2 separate regions of the Mus musculus genome follow, and region 1 is linked to region 2. The links are chromatin contacts, called in public HiChIP or PLAC-seq maps. All regions are on one chromosome and are shown on one strand. The core of a region is the stretch at or near the end of the contact, and the rest is flanking DNA. Distances in the headings are between cores, read along the strand shown.

Region 1 (6,917 bases), core at 3,918-6,417, 490 kb after region 2:
TATTTTGATACAAAGTGAAATAGAGAAGGAACATAAATAGCATGTAGAATTGTCGCCTTGACAAAGTAAATACATTTATTGATGTGATGGTATATAAAAATATTTACAGTCAGGCACTGGTGGCGCACGCGTTTAGTCCCAGCACGTAGGAAGCAGAAGCAGGCAGATCTCAGAGTTCGAGGCCAGCCTGGTCTCAGAGTGAGTTCCAGGACAGCCAGGGCTACATAGAAAAACCCTGTGTTGAAAAATCATTCATATATATGTGTGTGTGTGTGTGTGTGTGTGTGTGTGTGTGTGTGTGTGTGTGTGAGATAATGTATTAAGAAAACAAGAATTGACTGAAAACACTTAAGTTGAGGAGAGTTCTCCAAAATGGTCACAGTGGCTTCTCAGAGCAATGAGATTTTGTGCATCCCATTTCTTTGTATATTCTTTTTTTTTTTAAAGATTTATTTATTTATATGTAAGTACACTGTAGCTGTCTTCAGACACACCAGAAGAGGGCGTCAGATCTCGTTACGGATGGTTGTGAGCCACCATGTGGTTGCTGGGACTTGAACACTGGACCTTTGGAAGAGCAGTCGGGTACTCTTACCCACTGAGCCATCACACCAGCCCTTCTTCGTATATTCTTACGCTGTAGGTCTACTCCAGTTTTATATTAAAAATATTGCTTGTGCATTACAGGCGATAACTTTCTATATCTTAAGGGAGAAATGTAATGTTTTTATTTGATTGTTTTTTAATGTAGCACAGGAAAATGTGATGATGACCAGATAAAATGTGTTCTTAAAGGGACTTTAACAGGACAGCTCAACCACACATCCAACAGTGCCTCCTGGTTGGCCAGTGGGTAGCACTTGGTGGGGACAGTCGCTCAGAATAGTGCAAAAGTACATAAATGATCATCAGCTCTAGAGCTTTCTTCTCAATCCCCGTTAACAAAGAGAATCACAAAATGACAAGGACATTTAACAATTTCCCACTAAAGGACCAGATGTATTTTGAAAAGCAGCTCATTCATGTTGTTGGCCGGCACTATCATTGTTTAATAATCAACAGCAGAGTGCCGAGACAATTTCCTCCCGGCTTACGTTTAAACTTTCCTCTAGTAATGAATGGACGTCTTGGCCTACCACAGCATCTGTTTGTTTGTTTGTGTGTTTGTTTGTTTTTCTGGGCAGGGTTCCTCTGCATAACCCTGGCTATCCTGTAATCCCAGTGCCTCCTCTGGGATTAAAGGCTCAGACCACCACCTCAAGGCCCTACCATACATTCGTAATTCTTGATTCTCACATAAGTTATCCAGAACAAATTAAAAATGGCATAGGTAAGAAACACAAACACATATGCGTACACATGGAACTTGTGTGTGCGCGCTCACACATACAGAGAGAGAGAGAGAGAGAGACTCAGTGAATTATTCAATAGTATTAAGAAACTTGAAGAGACATCAGTAAAAAATGAGAATACACATTTATCAGCAAAGACTTGAGGGCATATGGGTGAATAGCAGGTTCCAACTTTCTCAGTAATCGTCTTGGATGGAGAGGTTGGAGGACACAGAGCTGATATCTTAAGGTATAGACAGAATGGCTGCAGAATTTACATTTTTCGCTAAACACATAAACCTGATGATACAAGAACCCGAGAAAACTTGAGGCTGAATAAATTCATAGAAAAGCTGAACTCTAGACAGAAATAAGGAATTTTCAATGAAATGTACACCTTTCATCAAATGGATTCAAGCTTCACCATTCAGGAAAAGCTACTACTTTGGGGAGAGAACCAGAAAAATAATCTGTTTTGTTTTGTTTTGCTTTTTCCTAGACAGTAAGGTAAGAGCTTCAATTAAACTACTGGTTTTTCCTTGTTTTGCTTTTTAGGGCAGAGTATGATTCTTAACTTTTCCCGAAGTTTCATAAATACTAGGGATTAATATGGAGCAAAAACCCTTTTTCTTAGTTCTTTTTGTGAATATTACACATTTACTTATTGCTAAGCTCCATAGCTGAAAAGAGTGAATCAAAACAGATAAAACTTTAAAATGAGACCTGTAAGGTAGTCAAATCTCTCCCTTGTCACACTTTCTAGTTTAAGCCTTAGGGTAAGCAGACTATTTCGCAGGAAAGTTTATACCACAGTAGTCGAAAAATAGCGGCAGAATCCGTTCACACACTAAAGTTTACTAATGTGGATGCGTCTGATCTAAGCACAACCAAACCTTACCAAAATGAATCAAATTCTCTCCATCTACTGCAGCCATCTGGTGCTGTCAGTATCACGTCACTCTCTCCAGTTTTGTTCTTGCCTGACTGGTCATCTCACACCCCTCTTCTCCTCATCTTTGGTACAGACTCGTTGTGATGGTACAACCTTACTCCTCCCCATAGTCACGAAAGAACCACAAGCTTCTTGGGCTGGGGCTCTTGTGATTTTCCTTTCCACACTGCAGGGCACTGAGCCCAGGGCCAAGTGCACGCTGAACTCACTAAGTTATGCCCTCAGCTTCTCAAAACTGCGTATTCTCCAAGCAGACTACGACCACAGCTGGAGTCACCTACCAGCTCATTCACTCCATTCCCAAAACCTTACCTTAAGCCCTATTGCATTGGCCTGTGTTCCCTCCCCTGCCTTACACCCACACGTCAGATTCTTCACTGTCCCTCAAAACTCAGCGTTTATCTGACTACCCAAGAGGAAGGTCTCTGTGCCCACATCCTCGGTACAGTGACAACAGAAAACAGGAAGAAGTCAGTTCCCCAACCGTCACTGCACTGGGCATGTTTTATCTGACTACAATCATGAACTTGGATAAATATGTCTAACAATCTGGACCCTTATATGAGTAGAGCTGGGTTTGTAATGCTATAGAACATCCTGACTAAACCTAACTCAGGGAGTCAAGGGTTTATTTTGCCTTACAAATCTAGATCACAGTCTATCATTGAGGGGAGTCAGAACAGGAACTCAAGGCAGGAACTGAAGCAGAGGCCTTGGAGGACTGCTTTCTTCTAGCATTCACCCCCTGAACTGCTCAGCCTGCTTCTTAGACCACACAAGACCACCTGACCAGGGGTAGCACAGCCCCAAGTGGAATGGGTCCACACACATCAACCATTAATCAAATAAAACAAAACAAAAAACAAAGGGGCAGAACTCGCACAATCTTACCCACAAGGCACTCTAGTAGGCGCATTTTCTCAACTGAAGGCCAATCTATCGGAGGCAACTGTCCTCCAACTGAGGCTCCCTCCTTGCAGATGTCTCTAGTTTATGTCAAGGTGACACAAAAAGTAGCCAGTACATGTCTTATATTCTTGGGAACATCTTAGGTGTGTGTACTCTTATTTATGCATCTTAAACTAATATTGTACTTGAGTAGAAAAGAGGAAGTGAGCTATTTTCTGTTTCTTGACTACAAGCACACTGCTTCAAGCTCCTCCCCCTAGGTTCCCCACACACCATGGATCCTTCTCCTTTCTCTCTCTTCTTCTAAGATTTATGTATTGTATTTATATGAGTACACTGTAGCTGTTTTCAGACACACCAGAAGAGGGCATCAGATCCCATTACAGATGATTGGGGGCCACCATGTGGTTGCTGGGAATTGAACTCAGGACCTCTGGAAGAGCAGTCTGTGCTCTTAACTGCTGAGCCATTTCTCCAGCCCCTCTTTTCTCTCTTAAGTGACTCTAGTCAAGGTAATTTATTATAGCAAAAAAAAAAAAGTAGCCAAGATCTACTGTAACATCTGCTGCTGCTGTTATTATTAAGATGTAAAATCCTGACAGGGGAATTGGTATTCTCTCAAGTCTATGCTAGAATGGCCACACGTTGTACAAGGAAAATGAGTAAATAAAAGTAACTATAGCATTTTTAATAACACCACACCAACACTTTCAGTTCAAACTCACAAAACAAACTTTTATTTTTATAACTACAGTCCTTATTTTTAATTTGCCAAAAATCTCAGTTCAGACACACACACACACACACACACACACACACACACACACACACAGTTCTTGATACTTTTTAGAAGTCAATCCATTACCACCTGTTAATCTTACAATCAGCAACCAACAGCTTCAGAATAAGTACAGCTACATTAACACAGTAAACACAGTGCTTTTGACCCTCAGAATATATATGAATGTGAGTACACTGTTGGTCCCTTCAGACACACCAGAAGAGGGCATTGCATCCCATTACAGATGGTTATAAAACACCATGTGGTTGCTGGGAATTGAACTCAGGACCTCTGGAAGAGCAGTCAGCGCTCTTAACCACTGAGCCATCTCTCCAGCCCAGAATATATTCTTTTAGGATGTTAAAAAAAAAAAAAATCACACTATAACATCCAGAAATTATTTGAAATAATTCTCTCTGTGGCTATGCCTTCAACTCTACTTAAAAGCACATCCCTTTGTTACAATTAACTGCAATATTTAAGGATGGAACTCAACAGGACAGCAAATATTTTTAATAACACAAATCAGTGTGCCCAAAATAACACATAATGGTGGAGGTGTGGCTTGGCTGGTAGAATACTTACCTTGTATACACTGAGTTCTGGATTGGATCTGGTCAAGATATAAACCAGGTGTGGCGGCTGATAACCTCAGCACTTTCGAGACAGAGGCAGGAGGATCACCGTTCCAGTCACTTTCAATATACAGCTCAAGGTCAGGCTAGGCAACACCACACTCCGCCCTCTCAGGAAACAAAAGACCATCAATGCGTACAGCTAGGCGTGGTGGCTCCTACACATGAGCTCAACACTTGGGAGGCTAAGGCTGAAAACTGCCATAAATTTGAGGCCTGCCTGGGCTTCAGAGACCACACCTCAAGCAACAAAACACATAAAAACAGAACAAAAAATAATATATAAATATGCTTTATCCAGTAGGGCTTTTATTAATCGCATGCATAAATTGAACTGGAGATTAAAACAGTAATTTTAAGCTACATCACTAATACTTCAAGTGTTTAATAACTGTAACAACATCCTTGTTGAAAATACTATTGAACAGCACCCTGACCTCAATGGCTGACATCGTGCATGAGAAAATCTGTTCCGCATTAGGAGGCTTAAGGTTGTCAGAGGGTGGACTGGCAGCTTTGGGGAAGGGACTGCCTTAGTCAAGTTTTCCTGAGAACCGATGCCGAAATCACGTGAAGCAGCAGTTCCTCCATGACAGAGCTGCAGCCTGACCATGCTGCAAGCCTGACCATGCTGCATGCCTTCTGCAATGTGTGTATTTGACTACCATCAAGGAACTCCATTAAGTGAAATTTAGCTGACATAAAATGTCCATTTAAACTAGCTACTCAAAAGTTAATACCAAGTGATCCCAATTACGTATTTCATCATTTCTCACACATTTTCATCAAAACAGCCCTAGTTTAAAAAAAAAAAATCACAAAAGTTCTGTGCTTTTGCAACACTGTTTAAATCCAGGTATCACTGGCATAGGGTCCACAAATAAACACATGCTGCTCTCTATTTCCCAAATTCACAGTCCCACTGTGATTGGAGAATAAACAGCAGGCAGAGAGTGGCACAGAGAACAGCAGCAGCAACTGCGAGCTGAAGACCTGCCCGCTCACTGTGCTGAGGACGCCAATGGCTGCACTGCCCCAAGTCTCTCAACAGGAGGAGACTTTACGTCAGAATTCCAGAAGAACATCTTTTTAAAATAATTTCTTTCTTTCTTTTTTTCTTTCTTTCTTTTTTTTTTTTTTTTTTTTTTTTGGAGATTATAGTATAACTACTTTTCCTTCCTCTTCTATTCCTTTCCATACCTCCCATGTATTACCGCCTTTGGTCTCCTTGAAATTCATGACTTTTTAATTGTTGTTACATATACATGTGTGTGTATTCCTAAAATAGAAATACAATCTGCTCGTCCATATCTGTATGTATGAAAATCTTTCCCACTGGTCAAAGCAAAAATGTAGAAAACACTGGCTACTAATTCAAACAATGGCTACCAAGCCTAGACTTCAAGGCTTAGAAACATATTTATTGAATAGTCATAGGTATAATACTGGGTTAAAAATTGTGGGTCATAATTCCTTAAGAGATCATAAATCTATATAATAGGACCTCTTCTTTTAAGCACCAAAATATTCTGGGTCACTGCAAATATAATCTAATGCATTGGAAAATATTGATCTATCTAGTTACCAATAATTTGTGATTTTTTGCAGGAAAGAAAATCTTTTAACTTTCATATAATCAAATAATGATAAAAATTTTCATAAAACCAGTTTACAACTTCCATCCACTTCTATTCAGAAAGTAGGAAAAAAAAATCACACATTATACTGTTGAAAACACAGGGACTGGCATATAAGTCAGTTTAATGTGTAAAAGACCCTAGCTTTGATTCCGAAAAGTCATTACACCCCTACCCTAATGAAAAAACAAAAAAACAAAAAACAAAAACAAAACTTAAGAAGGCAGGACTCACAGAAATAATGGCTGTAGAAACTTACCACGTTACTTGCCTCTGAGAGATGTTATAACCTAATCAAGTTCTGTTTCATCCCACAACCAAGGCTGTGAACCAGAGAGCAAGTTAAACAAGACTGCTGAGCTGCACTGCTCTTCTGCTGTATCACCTACCAAAAGCAACTTGGCGAGGAAAGGGCCCACTCCGGTTTACAGATTACAGTCCATCGTCAGGGGACTCAAGGCAGGAACCTGGAAGCAGGATCCATGCAGAAAGCCTGCTTACTGGCTTACCCAGCTTCCTTCCCATCCAACTTCCTCGTATGTAAGGTGGTTCAGGCCTACCTGCCTAGGGAAGGCACTGTCTACAGTGGGCCGGGACCTCCCACACCAATTAGTAATCAAGAAAATGCCCTACACACATGCCCCCAGGGCAATTTCTTAACTGAGGCTTCCT
Region 2 (6,990 bases), core at 2,638-5,137:
GTCAGGCCTCTCGAAAGCCTGAGTTGCAGTGGACTGGATAGTCCAAGTTCAGATGCTGGATAATTGGCTGCCCAGACCACACAACAGAGTGAGGATGGGCCAGCCAAGCCTGACAACTCAACACCTTTCCAGAAGGAACCCGAACCACCCAGGGCCATGCCTGAAGCTTTCCTTGACAGACATCCCAAGACCCTGGCGTTCCAGCATTCAGAGGTTCCCACTGCAGTTCCACGGTTGCCACACACAAGCCACGTTAGAGTTATTGTACAGTACCAGTAACTCTACAGCTGGACAGCACAGCCCATGGCACATGGCAGCAGGGAGGAGCTGAGGGGTCCACTTTCACCCGACCATCACCCCCTTCCCCTTCTCCTCTGAGCAGTGTCTAATAACAGCCTTATTCTTAACAGCTCTAAAGTAGAAATAATTCAAATAGCCATCAGCAGGATGAAAGACAAACTGTAACCATCCCTACAATGAAACAGACAACAAAAAAGAAAGTAATTTATGTTGCACAGAAAGCAGCCAGATTTAAAAGGACACTGTACACAAAAATAAGAACAGGCATGCTAATTTGTCAAGGGATACAGCGTAACTTTTGGGGGTTGTGAAAAAGACCTCTCATGTCCTGGTTGGTATTTATATGGCTACATGTGCATTTCAAAATTCTGGAACTTCTCACTTAAGATCAACGCAGAGATGAGAGTGTAGTTCAGTGGTGGAACAATTGCCTAGCATGCTCAAGTCCCTAGGTTTGCCCTCCAGCACCTCTGAAAAAAAATTATAAATAGTATTGTGTTAAATTTCACGTCAATGTGAAATTACATGTTTTATATTTTTATATCATTGTCATCATCACCATCATCACTGTCATCGTCATCATCATCATCATCTCAGTGCATCATCACCAAGGCCAATGGCTTCAAGGAGAACTGGAACAGGGTTTGTGGCTGTCTGGGATGTACCAGCTGCTCTGTGACTCCGATACCTCATGGTGCCCAGGAGAACTGAGCATCTGCTGTTCCAAACCTGGTGACTCTGCACTCATGACTCAGACTGACTCCCAACTTGCCAGTTCTTTCTACTGCTGTTTCTATCTTTACTCTCCACTGTCATTTCAGTTTTTCTTCCTTCCCTGATCCCTGCAGGGCATGAGGTTGAATGATGATTAGCTAACCCTTCCCAATGGCACGGTCTCTGTGGGAACCAAGGGTCTGTCCACCTAAATCCAGTAAGGCTGAAAGCCTCTGGTCTGTCTTCTTAGATGTAGAGTTACCTCTGCCTGTACAGTTTTTCTGCGTTGCCCTTAAGAGCAGATGACAGGGGCTCATGATACATTTCATGGTAGAATCTGGCACCTGTGTGGCTGTGTGGGTGGCTGAGTACTCGAGGTGCCAGAGTCAGGCATTATAGTTATCGATGGCTCTGCCATAGGGCAGCAGTGCCCTTGCCCGACCCTTGCCCCTTTGTATATTTGTAGGTTGTTTTTGGGGTACACCTCTCTGCCACAGTAAGAATTCCTACACATACACTTTATACCTACAGTATCTCCCCCAAGATTTGGCTATCTTACTGACAATGCAATAACTTCACCAGAACCACAGTTAAATATATACAGTGCCAACAGTTAACTCGCCAAAAATTAAGAGAAAAGAAAAGTTGTTGATGAAGCAAAGCTGGGGGAGGGCATGACCTCAACAAAGTTCCCATCATGCTTTAGCATGGCTCACAAACTTCCCATCATTTCCAGCACGGCTCAGGTAAGTTTAGGAAGGAGGGGACTGGTTGGAATGAGGAGGCATCAAAATTTGCATTCATGGGTTCAAGGCTATGGGGGTCTAGGAAATGCTTGATGAACAAGATGTAGCAGTTACTGACAAACCTCTCAGCTGACTCCACTCCTGCTCTTTCAGGACTAAGAGTTTTCTGGAGTAAGTGATGAATTTATTTGGGCTCCATCCCAGCATTAGTTAGCACAGGACCCCTAAACTCTGATTCTTAGTTCCCAGTGAAGTATCTGTAAAACCTTAAAGTAACTTCTTACACCTCTCCATCAATCATAAAGCCAGCCACCATGGGAGGCATTGCACAGGTTATAATAGCGTGCAATTGGTTCGTTGTTGTTGCTGTTGTTGCTCTCTCTCTCTCTCTCTCTCTCTCTCTCTCTCTCTCTCTCTCTCTCTCTCTCTCTCTCTCACTTTTTCTTTCTTTCTTTTTAATTCCCAAGAGACAGTGGGATGCCATATAGTATATATTTTTCAGGTCCTTTCCATTCTCTTGATTTTGTGACACAATGAACTTCTCAATTTAATCTTTTGTAAAATAAGGATAATTTTACCAATTTTGATGAAGATTAAGTAGCTTATATAAGTTTAAAGAGCTTGGAAAAATAATAGCTGTTATTATTATTATTATTATTATTATTACCTCTTTTCTCTAGTCAAGGCATGACATTACAGCAATCTGGTGAGTCATTAATATGCCCTTTTTTCTTTTTTAAATACAAAGTCTCTCTATGTAGCTCTGGCTGTCCTGGAACTTGCTCTGTAGCTGCCCTCAAAATCCCAGAGATCCTCAGGCCTCTGCCTCCTGAGTGGATTAAAGAAAGGCACATGCCACTATGCCTAACTCATTAATATGTCTTAATAAAAATTTTAAATTATTTATTATTATTATTTTTGGTTGTGGGGGGCAGTGAACGTGGGCATGCATGTGTTATGGAGAACACGTAGAGGGAAGAGGACCTCTTCAGGAGTCGCTTCTCTCCTTCCCAGCCGTGTTCTGTGGATCCAGCTTAGCCCCTCAGGCTTGGGAGGCAGGTGGGCGCATTTACCCAATGTGTTATCATCTTTTCCTCTGTGCTGAGGACTGACTCATGCCAAGCAAGCACTCTGCCATGAAGCTATCTTTATTCCAGACCATTGACAAATTTTTCAGTTGGCCTTGCCCTAAGTCTTTTCTTTACCCAATTTTTAACTCTTAGCAACAAAGCGCCGTTAAAAGCAAGTACTGCCCTTCTTGAGCTCAGTTCCCAGTACCCATGCCTCGTGGCTCACAAGCATCTACACCCCAAGCTTATATTCCAGGGAGAAGCCTCCAGCTTCCCTCCTCATTGGCTGAGCACAGCACTTTGCCAAGATGGAGGTCTAGAAGATAGAACTCCCCTCATAGCCTCAACGGCTTGAAGCCAGTGTTCCATTAGCCCTAAAGCCAAGAACTGAACACATCAGCTTGGCACCTGGAATCAGGTCGATGCTCCAGCCACAGGTCCTTTGCCTGGATCCATGGAAGTCAGACCCAGCTTTAGCTCCTTCTAACATGCTTAGCAGCATGATCTGTGATGGAGGAAGGCATCTTTGGGGGGCAAATGCCCACATTTAATGCAACTTTAGAGTGTCCTTTTATCTACTTCCAGCTAGAATTTCATGATGTAAAATGACCCTGACTGGAAGCATCTCTGCCCACTCGTTTAACCTTTTAACTATGGCGCATGTGTGTGCTGTAGTTACACAAAAGAGCAGGTAGCTTCCCCCCACCCCACCCCACCCCGCCCCCGGACCTTGGTGGTACTCATCACAGGCCTTTCTGAGCCTTGGCCATGGCTGCAGAACATCACAAATTCTGCTGGCGTGGGGGAGGAGGCCCCCTGTGAGCGAAGGGACAGATGGATGCAGAAGATGAGGCTGAGCATCCCCACCCCCTGCCTGGCTTGTCCTGGCAAGTTCTCTCACTCATGAGACACAGCCTAGGGATTGCAACAGCCACCTACCTCCCTGGTGTCCCCACCCCCACTCTCTCCCACTGCCACTTGCCCTGTATGAGGCGTCTCCCCCTCAACACAGAATCCTTTTCCACAGGCTGCTTACGGCTCCTTGGTCGGCTTTGTGTGCGACTGGAGGCAACGCGGCTCTTCAGCCTGGCCTAGGGCCCTCCTGTAGGATACCAGACACAGTGTTCCTGGTACCCCCTCTCTAGACTCTACCTTGAGCACCCAGAATCTCAGAGTTTACTATTCTTTCCTCTTGCCTAACTCTTATTCACCCTTCAAAACCTGCTCAAGTCCTTCCCTCTAGAAAGACTTTCCCGAGTCCTTTATAGGAAGATATGTCACCTCCTCAGGAGCCCCTTCCTGGAGCGGAACATAGCGCTCATGGGAAAGGAGAAACTACCTTAACTGTGATATGGGGCCTCTTGCCTCTGGAATCTTCTGGCTTCCCTCTCAGGTGCCCTTTCCACTCTGAGGTCCCTCTCCATCCACAGAGGCCCCGCAGATCAAAGCCAAGCGTCTGCTCGAGTGTGGCAGTGTGCGGCATATGAAGTCTTTACAGCGCTGTTGTCTAATCTGAGAATGAGAGGTTGGAACCCAAGGGCGCTGCAGATTCACTGCACTTCTAATTGTCTCTAAGTGATTAAAGGAGCAATTAGAAACCTAGGTGTTCCCAAACAGTAGGAAAATCACTTCTGAGTAGAGGCCCTGTTGGAGGTTCACGTGACAACCTGTTTATCTGTGGCCGCAGCCTAGCAGCAACAGCAGCTCGCCTGTCCTTCCTGACACAACACCCCCACCACTGTGACTCAAAGCTCCCTTCAGAGTTGCCAGCTGGGCTCCTGTGGCTTTGCTGTATTAACTTTGATGCCTCCCCCGCAGCCACCGCTGCTACAACCTGTGTTGTCCAAATTGTTCGTGTCTTACCAAAACAAAAAGTCTCCTCTTTCCTCATTTTCTGGGCCACCACACTCTGGACTACCTGAAGAGCCAGCTGGGGCCTGAGCATTTTGTGTTGGTCTCTCTTGGGGATTCTTAGAGACACTGTGACTGAAATACATCACACAACTCTAGGGGGCCTCCTTCATGCTAGGGTCATTATAGACTTGAGCACACAGTAGGATTCTTTTCTTAATCCTATGAAGTTATCTATCTATTCACATATTCATTTACATATCAGAGTTTCTTGGGATGTTTCTCTCTCTCAGCTATTATGAATAATACCAGTATGGGTATGAGTGTACAAATTAAAATTGTTTTGAGACCAAGTGTTGCATGTAGCCCACACTGCCCTCAAAATTACAAACTTCCTGCCTCTGCTTCCAGAGTTTCAAAATTACAGGCATATAATCCCATGCCTAGCTTTTAAAAATTTAATAACACAGCAAAACATTTCATGATGGCTGACTCCTTTGGATCATTGTCCTGGTGCTGGTTGTACAACTTTGACTTTGCGATGAGCTCATGCTGTGTAGATAGGATCTTACTGTGTTGTCTGGGCTGCTTTGAACTCCTAATTCAAGTGATGCTTGGGCCTCAGCTTTCAAAAAAGCTGGGACCCTAGACATGTGCTACCGGCCACAGGTAACTCCTTTGGGTCCTTCAAAGAGTCTCTGAATTGTTTATTTAATCTTACTATCTTTTGTGGATTTGAGGTCACGGTCACATGGCCCTATTGTTCCCAACACTATAGCTGTAAGTTCTTTAAAAATATTTTAAATATATATTTATATATAATTTTTATACACTTATTCATAAGTGTGTGTGTGTGTGTGTGTGTTCATTGTGAAGAAGGAAGGGCATGGGTATGTGTGTGTAGGTCAAAGGATAATTTGCAAAACTCAGCTTGTTCACATGTAGGTCTTTGGGAATACAGTCAGGTCACCAGACTTGGCTACTATCCTATCAGGTCTTATTTTTGGTTTGTTTAGATTTTTTTTCCCCTAGAAGGCCTCTATAGAGTAGCCAGAATGAATCGATACAATGAGATTGTTTTCTGAAACTAATAATGACAAACTGAAGAGGAATTCACTGATGGTTTTGTATTGGATTTTGGATATGCTGGGACCTGATACGTCACACAGCTTACCGTCGTCGATGTTAACACAAAAGGTTTTACCTGTCAGAAAATGCTTAATTAGGAAGGTAAAGCTGAATATCCTTTAAAAAAAAATTCAAATAATAGACACTCAGTTTTTCTTCATCAGCGTGTCTTTGCTGGTTGAAGTTGTTACGACAAAATAGTTTAGACCAAGTGGCTTAAATCACACCCAGTCCCTCAGCATCCTAGAGACGGGCACGGTCTAGATGAACGTACCCTGGCTTGTTTCCTGCTAAGGGACTTCTTCCTGCCCTGCCATTGGGTGCCCTTTCACTCTGACATCAAGAGGCCTTTCTTGGTGTCTGCACCCCCAACCCTTCTAAAACTTTTTCTTGGTTCTTTGTGAATTTCACATCATGTCCCCCAATCGCACTCATCTCCCCCACCCCTCATAACTGCCCTCCACTCGTGCAACCTACCCCAGAGAAAAAATAGTCTCATTGTGGAAGCTGTAGTGTGTCACAGCGTGTCCCACTGTATCGGCTTTTGAATGTTCATCGCAATGAGTCTGGTACAAGTCCTCTGCCCTCTGCTACTCTATCAGTACTGGAGTCTTGTTGAGATTTCTCTTGGATATCCTGCTGTTGCCCAGTGCCGTGGAGATCCTGTAGTTTTGGATCTGTAGGACCGGTCCCTTCATGCACGCCAGCAGTTCATAGATGGGCTGGATGCTGAGGCAGACTGACTCGAAGCCCTGGGTCTGGGATTGAGAGGCATCTGAGCTGGTCAGCTGCTTTCATGCCCTCAGGGATGTCTCAACATCAACCCCACAACCAGGGCCAGCTATAGCCTATTGCCCAGGTGAGGTACAGGGCTCACTCTCCCAAGTGCTGCAGTGGTTGAGGGGCAGGGCCAGCTCTCCTGCCTGCCATAGGTGGCAAGGGGAGGGGACGGGGATCTCTCCTTTGCCCGTGTCACCACACAGCATACGAGTGGCAGGGCCAGCTCTCCCATACTCCACCCTCAGAGTTAGCTCACCTACATCCCACATCTCTACTGTGATGCCCAAGTGAGGTGTAGGGTCTGCTATCCCGAGGGCTGCTGGCCTTCTTCTTATAAGGACACTAACCCCAGAGTGGCAGCCCCACCCACATGACCTCGTCTAAGCCTGATTCCTTCCAAA

What was found. HiChIP or PLAC-seq counts read pairs in DNA pulled down with a chosen protein or histone mark.
Region 1: an H3K27ac HiChIP or PLAC-seq map of embryonic stem cells shows a contact between it and region 2, with 5 times the contacts expected there. The contact joins two enhancer-like sites. A contact is called at or near these places in 1 of 15 datasets of contacts at CTCF or cohesin (pro-B cells), 9 of 484 Hi-C or Micro-C datasets (cerebellum, cerebral cortex, differentiating embryonic stem cells and 1 more) and 7 of 115 datasets of contacts at active chromatin or transcription factors (craniofacial prominence, embryonic basal ganglia and embryonic stem cells).

Annotation. Positions count from the first base shown.
Region 1 is chr2:60,016,619-60,023,535 of GRCm38.p6, forward strand. The region is part of intron 2 of Baz2b (bromodomain adjacent to zinc finger domain, 2B); the gene reads right to left. Among named protein-coding and RNA genes, the nearest start is that of Gm13572, 17 kb to the right of the region's middle. Within about 2 kb of position 5,168, at least 65 of the 459 cell types and tissues checked have an H3K27ac peak or open chromatin away from gene starts, as enhancers often do. A contact at or near this core is called in embryonic stem cells, where this site is marked.
Region 2 is chr2:59,529,989-59,536,978 of GRCm38.p6, forward strand. No RefSeq gene overlaps it. Among named protein-coding and RNA genes, the nearest start is that of Gm39831, 21 kb to the left of the region's middle. Within about 2 kb of position 3,888, at least 31 of the 459 cell types and tissues checked have an H3K27ac peak or open chromatin away from gene starts, as enhancers often do. A contact at or near this core is called in embryonic stem cells, where this site is marked.